Linked DNA regions of Callithrix jacchus: region 2 is linked to region 1. A link is a contact called in public Hi-C data. All regions are on one chromosome and are shown on one strand. The core of a region is the stretch at or near the end of the contact, and the rest is flanking DNA. Distances in the headings are between cores, read along the strand shown. Region 1 holds the start of LOC100403392 (transmembrane protein 231-like). Region 2 holds the start of ADAT1 (adenosine deaminase tRNA specific 1).

Region 1 (5,446 bases), core at 1,530-4,029:
AGGCTGAGGCGGGTGGATCAGGAGGTCAAGAGATCGAGACCATCCTGGTCAACATGGTGAAACCCTGTCTCTACTAAAAATACAAAAATTAGCTGGGCATGGTGGCACGTGCCTGTAGTCCCAGCTACTAGGGAGGCTGAGGCAGGAGAATTGCCTGAACCCAGGAGGCGGAGGTTGCGGTGAGCCGAGATCGTACCATTGCACTCCAGCCTGGGTAACAAGAGCGAAACTCCATCTCAAAAAAAAAAAAAAAAAAAAGATACAGAACAATTAAAGCGGTATGTGAACCTTGATTAGATACTGGAATTAAAAAAAAATGAAAAGCCGACTCTTTTTTTGTGAGCAAACAATTGGGGAAATTTAAGTAAGCCCTGTCCATTAGATACCTTTACTCTATCAATGTGAAATTCCTTTGGTATGCCCTGGCGCATTGGCTCATGCTTGCAATCCCAGCACTTTGGGAGGCTGAGGAGGGGGGGGATCACCTGAGGTCAGGAGTTCAAGACCAGCCTGGCCAACATGGTGAAACCCCGTCTGTACTAAAAATACAAAAATATTAGCTGGGCATGGTGGGGCGTTCCTGTAATTCCAGCTACTCGGGAGGCTGAGGCAAGAGAAATGCTTGAACCAGGACCCTGGAGGCGGCAGTTGCAGTGGGCCAAGATCTTGCCACAGCATTCCAGCCTGGTCTACAGAGCGAGATGCTATTTCAAAAAAAAAAAAAAAATTCCTTTGGTATATTTTGCGGCCATGAAAGAATAAATTTTACAAGACATATGCTAAAGTAGGAGGCATCAGTGCCATGACCTCTGCAACTTCCTATCAAATGGCTCTGATGCACTGTGCCATGTACATATGTACATACATCCATGCATAAAAAGAGCTAGAGACAAAATATTACCGAATCTAAGAGCATGGGTATTGTTGTATTGTTCTCTCAATGTTTTGGCAGGCTTGAAATTTTTTTGAAAAAAGAGATGAAAAGGCTGGGCGCGGTAGCTCACTCCTGTAATCCCAACACTTTGAGAGGCTGGGGTGGGTGGATCACAAGGTCAAGAGTTTGAGACCAGCCTGGCCTAGATGGTGAAACCTTGTATCTCCTAAATATACAAAAATTAGCCGGGTGTGGTGGCAGCCACCGTAGTCCCAGCTACTGGAGAGGCTGAGGCAGGAGAATCACTTAAACCCGGGAGGCAGAGGTTACAGTAAGCCTAGGTCGCACCACTGCACTCCAGTCTGGGTAACAGAGTAAGACCTCTTCTCAAAAACAAAACAAAACAATAACAACAAAAAAGCGGTGAAAAAATAAGGAAACAAAAACAGATTAATCTGGTCCCAGTAGTACCTCCATATTGCAAGAACATTTCGTTTTTCACACAAGGCCCATAGAATATCATCTTTTTTTTTTTGTCATAATTGTCAAATGTGATCCTAGCACCTTCTGAGATAACATGAGCTGCCCGATTCTCTTTTCGGGCATGACCACAAGCTAACATCTGCATCTGACCCCAACCTGCCTGACTACCTTACCAGCTACTTCACAGTCCCCACCAGGAAAAACCCTGGGCACATAATCACGCTGCAAGTCCCAGGTGTCCGCTGAACAGCGCCTGGCAGTCACTGCTCAGGGGATGAGAAATCACAGGTGCCTTGTTTGGGACTAGAGTCAGGAGTCCCGTCCTCCTTCCCTCGGCTCTGCTCCCCCGTTGTTTACGAAGATCTCAGTCCCCTCTGCGGGAAGCCCCACCTCCCCTTCCAGGGCCACGGGCCCCAGTCTTCTTGCCTTTCAAGGTCAACACAAATAACTGCGCCTCCCCTCAAAGCCTTTCTCCGTCTTCCCAGGTGAAGTCCTCCTCGCTCCTCCCTCCAGCTCTCCGAGCACGGGCAGTTCTTCCTGGCACTGGAACTCTGAACAACCAGCTCATGCTGCAGGGGGCAGAAGAGTTCAAAGGAAGCTGTGCCAAAGCTCTTGATGGCTTAGTGGGAACAAGGCAACAGGTGGCACCAGGTCCCGTAAAGAAAATCCTGGAAAGCGGAGAGGGTCTCGGAGAGGGTGGATTCGGCCCGAGGCGCCCGCGATCAGCTGAGGAGCCGCCGGTGCAAAGGGCGGGGCTGCAGACCCCGGGCAAGGGGAGCGCGAGCTTTGACCCCTCGGCCGGGCCGAGCAGCTCCAAGGCCCCTAGAAGGAGGCTGGACGCGGTGGAGCAACCCAGAGAGGGCGGAGACCACCGCCTCCCGGGCACGGGGGTTGCAGCTCTGAAACTGGGGCGCTCGGAAGCTCCAAAGGGCAAGACCCGCTCGGGTGGCGGTCGAGAGGGCTCCAGTCCCGAGCCCACCGGCGGCCGTTCCCCCCACCTCACGCCCAGCGGGGCTCCGGGCCGGCGAGGAGAGGGGCTCCGGGTGAGCAGCGGGACCCCCCCCCCCCCGGTACAGGAGGACAGCGCCCACCCAGCCGGTCGGCGGCGCACCGGGACGCCGCCAGGAGTTGGGACGCCCATAACCAAGCCGATACGCCGCGGCCGCCGCTCCCCTCGCGCTCCATCCCGTTGCCATTCACCACAGAGAGCTGAGGGAGGAGCGCCCTAAGTGCGGCAGCGGGCAGCCCCCAGCACCCTCCTCGCCTCATCCCAGCTACTCGGGAGGCTGAGGCAGGAGAATCGCTTGAACCCAAGGAGGGGGAGGTTGCAGTGAGCCGAAGTGACACCATTGCATTCCGTCCTGGGCAACAGCGTCAGCTCCAGTCGGGCCCTCTTCCCTGAATCCGAACGGTGCCGCCAAGTGACCGTTTCCTTCTCCAATCACAAGGCGCTGCAGCCGGCGGGGGCTGGGCCAGGGTTGTTCCCGCCCCGACGTTGGCTCGGCTTGCACAAACCTAGCTTCACGCACGCGCCCCCTGCTGGAGAAGCGGTCCCTGCCCGCGAGCTGCGCGCTCTGCTCTGCCCTTTTCGGCAGTGCCTGTAAGAAAACAAGGGAATTGCACGCGGCCCACCAGACTAGAGCTGTGGATTTACTAGGGATGTGGCAAAGCAGTGATCAGAACAGATCTGGAACGTTGTAGTATCTAGGTCTGGACCCCAATATTTAAGCAACCTTCATGAATAGAATAATCACATTCTCAGACCGGGTGCGATGGCTCACGCCTGTAATCTCAGGACTTTGGGAGGCCGAGGCGGGTGGATCACTTGAGGTCGGGAGTTCGAGACCAGGCTGGCCAACATGGCAAAACCCATCTCTATTTTTGTATCAAAAATACAAAAATTAGCAGGGCGTGGTGGCACGTGCCTGTAATCCCAGCTACTTGGAAGGCTTAGGCAGGAGAATCCCTTGAACCCGGAGATAGAGGTTGCAGTAAGCCGAGATCGTGCCACTGCACTCCAGCCTAGGTGACATCTCAAAAACAAAAACAAACAAAAAACATTCTCTATTTAAATCAGATAGTAAAAATCCTATTCAAAGGCTGATGTGGGACCGAAATGGGAGGGAGGTTGTGGATATACAGTCTCCGTAGAGTGCAATGTAATTGGGTTTTTGTTGTTTTGAGACAGGATCTCGCTCTGTTGCCCATGCTGGAGTGCAGTGGCACAATCTTCGCTGACTGCAGCCTCTGCCTCCTGGGTTCAAGCGATTCTCGTGCCTGAGCCTCCTGAGCAGCTAGGATTGCAGGCATACACCATCACGACTAGCTAATTCTCTCTCTCTCTCTCTTTTTTTTTTTTTTGCGAGAATGGGGTCTTGGCTGTGCACAGTGGCTCACGCCTGTAATTCCAGCACTCTGGGAGGCTGAGGTGGGTCGATCACTTGAGATCAGGAGTTTGAGACCAACCTGGCCTACATGGTGAAACCTCATCTCTACTAAAAATACAGTAAGTAGCCAGGCATCACGGTGTGTGCCTGCAATCCCAGCTACTCGGGAGCCTGAGGCAGGAGAATTGCTTGAAGCCAGGAGGCGGAGGTTGCGGTGAGCCAAGCTGAGATCATGCCATTGTATTCCAGCCTGGGCAACACGAGCAAAACTGCATCTTAAAAAAAAAAAAAAGAAAGAAAAGAAAAAAGAGAGAATGGAAATGTATTTTCTCATGGTTCTGGAGGCTTGGAGGTCCAGGATGTAGGCGCCTGTAGGTTGTGTATCTGGGGAGGGCCTGCTCCTCACTGCTCACACTACCGATCGTCACATGGAGGAACAAAGTGAACCCACTCTCTCAAGCTCTTTTAGAAGGCTCTTAATTCCATACACAGGGGCTCTGCCCTCCTTATTTAACCATCCCATGAGGCCCCTCCTCTCTTAATATCACACTGCTGTTAAGTTTCAACACAAGGACATAGGGGAAACATGCAGACCATAACTCTCAAGTGATTTCCACAAAGTTCCACGAGATGGAGAGGCTTGTGATGACTAATAGTAAGTATTAATTGAACATCTTCTGGGTGTCACCAAACCAAATGCTAGCTATGGATTATGTTAGGGATGCAAAGCACCGAGTGAAGTTATTACTTTTCTTCTCATTTCACAGGTGAAATTCCTATTTAACAGAGATAAAATAATTTGGCTGAAGCCACAAAATTAATAGCTGGCTAAGAGGGATTTGAAATTAAATATTGTGACGGGGCATGTGGCTCATGCCTGTAATCCCAGCACTTTGGGAGGCCGACGAGGGCAGATCACAGGGTCAGGAGTTCAAGACTAGCCTGGCCAACATGGTGAAACCCCATCTCTACTAAAAATACAAAAATTAACCTGCTATGGTGGTGGGTCCCTGTAGCCCCAACTACTCGGAAGGCTGAGGTAGGAGAATCACTTGAATCTGGGAGGCAGAGTGTGCAGGGACCCAAGATCGTGTTACCGCACTCCAGTCTGGTGACAGAGTGATACTCCAACTCACAAAAAAAAGAAAAAAGAAAAGAAACTAAATAGTTTCCACATCCTCATGGTTAACTTTTACACCACATTTTGGAGAAAGAAGCCATAAACCAAAAGGAAGCTGCAATAGATGAGGCAGCCTCGGGCTCGGTGGACTGGAGAAAAAGGAAGGCTGGACACAGAGGGACCTACCCAGGGTCTAGGTGGAGCACAGCAGCTCTGCCAGCCCTCCTCTCCTCCTCCATCCCCCACCCCTCCCACAGGTAGAACAGGCTGGCCAAATATTTCAGCTGATCCTGGAAGAAACAGAAAATTTAAGAAACAAAGATAAATAATGTATCTCAATTAGCATACTCAGAGTCTAAGAAGATATTGTATTTATAGAACCAAAGCATGATGCCCTGAAAATTGAACAAAGAACCAGTTATTAGAAATGAAAAATCTGTGGTGAAGCTTGTCTGTAGTCCCAGCTACTCAGGAGGCTGAGACAGGAGAATTGCTTCAATCCAGGAGGTGCAAACCATATAATCCAAGAGGCCAAGGTGGGAGGATGGCTTGAGGCCAAGAGTTTGAGACCAGCCTGGTGTA
Region 2 (5,446 bases), core at 2,173-4,672, 130 kb after region 1:
AATTTTACCATCTCCGACAGTGAGGAGCGTTCCAAGGAGAAAAAGTCTCACCTTGTACCGGCCTATCATGGGTGTCGCAGGCCTGGTCAGCTGGAGATTGTATCTTCACCACGGCTGCCAATAATGTCCATTCGTGGTTTGGCTCAGGCTTCCCCTTCTTGGGCAGTCTGCTCCCATAGTGCTCATAGCACAGCTGAGCAATCTCATCCGCGGTCCACATGGTCTGAGCTGGTGCTGAGACCCTGATCAAAAACCACAATCATCAGAAGTGCAGAAAGGAGAATCAGTGCACAATGCTACAGCCTCACAGCCATGCTTCAAGTCTTTCAAATATAGCCCAACTGTACTTAGACTGTTGCTTCTTTATCTGGAACTCTATGGATCATTTTCTCCTACTGTGTCCCTGCCCTTTTTCACCTTTAATGAAAGATCAAAGAACCCCAAATTCTACCAATTCCCCAAACTATTCTATTTCTTCAAGTTTTTCTTTTTTAATGTTAGATATCTGACACATTTCTAATGAGTATCCATCTTCTACTCAACGTTAAAGGACACGAGGGAAATGTCCTCACTACTCCAATTTTCTTTGAGACGGAGTTTCGCTGTTGTTACCCAGACTGGAGTGCAATGGCATGATCTCGGCTCACCGCAACCTCTGCCTCCAGGGTTCAAGCAATTCTCCTGCCTCAGCTTCCGGAGTAGCTGGGACTATACGCGCACACCACCATTCCCAGCTAATTTTTGTATTTTTAGTAGAGACGGGGTTTCACCTTGGTGACCAGGATGGTCTCGATCTCTTGACCTTGTGATCCACCCGCCTCGGCCTCCCAAAGTGCTGGGATTATAGGCATGAGCCACCGCGCCCGGACTTTTTTTTTTTTTTTAATTAATTTTCTACTCACCAGCTGCTCAAGTATTTCTAACTACTCCAATTTTCATTGGAAACAGCACATGAAGGGCTGCAGACTCGCTTGCTTTGGGCAGACCCTCACTGTATAAGGTTTACCTTTCTGGATACATGTTCTTACTCTTTTTCCAGGCATTTTATTTTTCTCTTCTTTCCCTTAGAGCAGAGTGGTTCGCTACCGCCCTCTATTAACTCCCCACTGAGACATTTCTCAGCAGTTAAGTGTTCTCACAGAGCTGTACTTAAGTGTGTGTGTGGGCTTTGGATTCACCCTTTCTGGGTTCTAATTTTGGCTTTGCCACAAATGATGCTGAATGGACTACTTAACCTTGCTGTGTCTGTTTCCTCATCTGTCAAAATAGGGATAATAACAGTATCTAACTTATTTAGACTATTGTGAAGATTCAATAATACTTAGGGATATTGTGAGGATTAAATGATACTTTTAAAAAGCAATTGCTATAATGTTGAGGATAGTTAAGGTCAACTGTGATTACTATTATAAGAAATAACATTGGATGATTTTCCTAGTTAATTTGCCTTGAGCTAGTTGGTGGTGGGGGTGGAAGGGGGAGGGCTATAATGGGCATAGGAAGCCATGAAGAAAAAAATAATCAAGCAGATTCCTAGGATGCTTTGCTGGGAATGTCTCACTCTTGGCTCTATCAGTGCTCACTAGGTACATCCTGACCCCATTTGGACTCAATTATACAAAAAGCTTCTTAGTAGAAGATGAGCTTGTATGGATAGACATAGCTAAGCATTGTAAAACAAAACTGAAGGCTGGATGTGGCGGCTCAAGTCGGTACTTTGAGAGGGAGGCCGAGGCAGGTGGATTACCTGAGTTCAGGAGTTCAAAACCAGCCTGCCCAACGTGGTGAAACCCTGTTTCTACTGAAAATGCAAGAATTAGCAGGGCATGGTGGCACATGCCTGCAGTCCCAGCTACTCAGGAGGCTGAGGCAGGAGAATCGCTTGAACCTGGGAGGCAGAGGTTGCAGTGAGCCAAGATTGTGCCACTGCACTCCAGCCTGGGTGACAGAGTAAGACTCTGTTTCACACATACAAAAATGGAAAAACAAAAAACTGGAAAACAAAAAAGGCTTTCCTGAGCCGCAGTGCATGTTGCTTTTGAAAGATGTATTGCTGGCCACATGCCATGGCTCATGCCTGTAATCCCAGCACTTTGAGAAGCCGAGGCGGGCAGATCACCTGAGGTTGGGAGTTCAAGACCAGCCTGGCCAACATGTCAAAACCCCGTCTCTACTAAAAAAATCCAAAAATTTAGCCTGGCATGGTGGCGTGTCTGTAATCCCAGCTGCTTGGGAGGCTGAGGCAATAGAATCGCTTGAATCCGCGAGTAGGAGGTTGCAGTGAGCCAAGATTGTGCCACCGCACTCCAGCCTGGGTGACAGAGTGGGACTCCGTCTCAAAAAAAAGTATTGCTGAGTCCCTCTGCATCGCAATGCGCAGGCTTGCTACTGTAGTGAATAATAGGTAAATCAGCGCATAGTGATTTCAAGCAACAATCTGCAAGAAAACAGACATTGTGCCTTAAAGTCAGAGGGCTAGAATAACTCTTGTCAAAAAAAGAAAGCATAGGAGATCCTAGAATCCTCATTTGGAAGGGACTGCATCACAAGGCAGTATATTTTATAAAGACCACCTCGCCATCGACCTGAAATTAAACCAGAGGTGCAATTCACAAACCTCAATAGCTAAGGCAGGTAGAACTTGCCAGAAGAAACAATGACTCCCTAAGATGAAGTAGCCCAGAACGACATCATCTCATTCAGGTAGTTGAGTCTGAATGAGCATGCACAATTGTTGAAATTAATAAATGTTTTGCTACACGGGATCCATTATAATTCGAGTCTACATCCCCTCCTACATCCGGAAAAACCTGAAGAACTTCTTAGCTGAAAATAACAGCTCAGTTAAAAAGGCATTTATTTGCCCACAGACGGCATCTCTGAACAGTTGCAACAAGCTAAAAAAACTGACGTCCTTTCCAAAGAAAAGGAAATCGGCTGCCAGAGGAGAAAAGCCTTGAGCGATGCTCGGAGGAAGGGACTCCTGCCTAACGCTGGCTCCCTTCCTAAATACTCCCAGAAGCAGAGCCCCCTTCTCGGCCGCTGCAGAAGGCGGGGTGGGACCTCGAGTAGGCCAGTTACAGGACGGGAGGCGCCAGGGAAGGCACTGAGGCCGTGCAGTGGAAACAGCGTGAGCGCCGGACCCACTGGGTCCTGCGGGCTACTAGGCAAGAGGCCCCGCGCCCGTCCGCAGCAAGAGCTCTCCAAGTGCCAGTTGCTGACAGTTCCTGGCATGGAGCGCCTTCTCACGTGACACGCATCCCGAAGACACGGTCCTCACAATCTCTTCCCTCAACAGACTCGGTAAAGTTAGCCCAGATGCACTGGCCCCGCGGCCCAAGGCCTCGCGGACGCTTCCCTCCCACCTCCAGGACACAGGCCTCAGAGAAAGCGATCTGAATCCGGCGGCAACACGGACGTGACGTCACAAAGCGCCGACTCCTTCCGACTTCCGCCCCAGAGGCGCGCAGTGCACGCCGGGCCTTGTAGTTTTCCCGGGGGGTCGGTGCCAAGGCTGCTGTTCCAGCGCTTCAAGTCCCGCAGCGCAGGCAGCGTCTTAGGGATGCGTAAAACCGGATGATGGGAGCCGCCTGCTGGCTTAGATATGCCTTCAACTAGAATGATGTATCTTGCAGCACTAGGCTGAATTCTATCTATAACATCACTGTCCAATAGATATATAATTCAACCAAATATGTAATTAAAAAATTTCCAATAGCATTAAAAAAGTCAAAATAGAAAAAAACATATTTTATTTAACCCGCACATCCAAAATATTATTTCAACATAAAATAAAAAAAATTTTTTTTTTTGAGATGGACTCTCGCTTTGTCACCCAAGCTGATCTCAGCAACCTCCACCTCCCAGGCTCAAGTAATTCTTCTGCCTCAGCCTCCTGAGTAGCTGATATTACAGGTGCGTGCCATCACACTCGGCTAATTTTTGTTATTTTTAGTAGAGACGGGGGTTTCACAATGTTAGCCAGACTGGTCTTGAACTCCTGACCTCAAGAGATCCACCTGCCTCAAGCTCCCAAAGTGCTGGGATTACAGGGGTGAGCCACAGCACCCGGTCTCAATATTTTAAAAAATACTTAAGTTCTGTTGTTTTCCATGCTAAGTTTAAGAAATCTGGTATGTAACACTTAGAATACAGCCCAATTTGGATCAGCCACATTTCATATGCTGGATAGCCACATGTGGCTAATTGGCTACTGTAGTACAGTACTATTACAATGCAGTGGACAGAGCAGTTCTAAAAACTTTTCGATTGCCAGGAATATGTAATATAGTTGTCTGGACAGTTCAGGGCCTTTGCCACCCACTAACTGAATGTTTCAATTGCTAAAAATTAAAGAATTCATTTTTGTTATTCCTCAGTTTATGCAACTTGCTGAACCCCAACCTTTCTAGTTCAAAGGAAATGGGCCATGGCCCTCCTCCTAGGCCAGACTACTCTGCATTCCTCTCCAATGTCTTTCATCTGCAACTGACTGCCCCTTCTGTCTTTATAGAAATATTCCAGTAGGGGTAAGGGGCATCAAGGACCTTCTTCTAGGGTTCTTTATCTCAGGGACTAGTATTACCTAGTTGCAGAAACTAAAAAGTGAGTCTTCTTCATTTCCCTTCCTTTAATCCCCTTAGTGCAATTCATTACCAAGTCCTGCTGATCTTTCTTCTTATGTCTTAAATCCATTTTTCTCCACTTCCCTATATGCCAATACCCTAGTAAAAGCCACTATCGATCTCTGAACTTTCCACCTTTTCTTGCTTAACTGCAATTCATTTTCCACAGAGCAGCAAGACTTATCTTTCGAAACCACAAATCTGATGTCACCCTACTGCTTAAATAGTACTTCAGTGAATGACTTTCCAGAACTTCTTTCTTTTTTTTTAAGATGTAGTCTTACTCTGTTGCCCAGGCTGGAATGCAGTGGGGAAATCTCAGCTCACTGTAACCTCCACCTCCCAGGTTCAAGCAACTCCCCTATCTCAGCCTCCAGAGTAAGTAGGCTTACAGGTGCATGCTACAACACCCAGCTAATTTTTGTGTTTTTGGTAGAGATGGAGTTTCACCATGTTGGCCAGTCTGGTCTTGAACTCCAGACCTCCAGTGACCTCATGGCCAGCCCCTTCCTGCCTCACCTGGTGCCATATTTCTTTGGGCTTCTATACTCTGTCTTCTCCATGCTGGTTCCTACCACGGGGCCTTTGCACTTGTTGCCATACCATGCAAAGCCCTCTTCCCTTCAGATTTAATGTCCTCAGGGAAATCTCTAACTAGGTCCATTAGAGTTTCTCCATACCCCATGGACCTCTCCTTCAAACCATTTACCCAAGCTGCCATTTTATACAATTCTGGAGAATGATTTATTACATATCTATTCTCCTTACAAGTCTAGAAAACTGATGAAGTTTGGGACCATGCCTGTTTCTGCTCACCCCAG

What was found. Hi-C and Micro-C count contacts between places; a contact is called where the count stands out from the background.
Region 2: a contact with region 1 is called in a Hi-C map of skeletal muscle, with 6 times the contacts expected there. The contact joins the promoter of ADAT1 here to the promoter of LOC100403392 in region 1. A contact is called at or near these places in 2 of 3 Hi-C or Micro-C datasets (both in skeletal muscle).

Annotation. Positions count from the first base shown.
Region 1 is chr20:32,901,143-32,906,588 of calJac240_pri, forward strand. It overlaps LOC100403392 (transmembrane protein 231-like), which reads right to left and starts at 2,780. Exons shown (of 6, transcript XM_078357780.1): 1 at 1,784-2,780.
Region 2 is chr20:33,033,088-33,038,533 of calJac240_pri, forward strand. ADAT1 (adenosine deaminase tRNA specific 1) reads right to left here and starts at 3,423. Exons shown (of 10, transcript XM_078357777.1): 1 at 3,366-3,423; 2 at 52-242.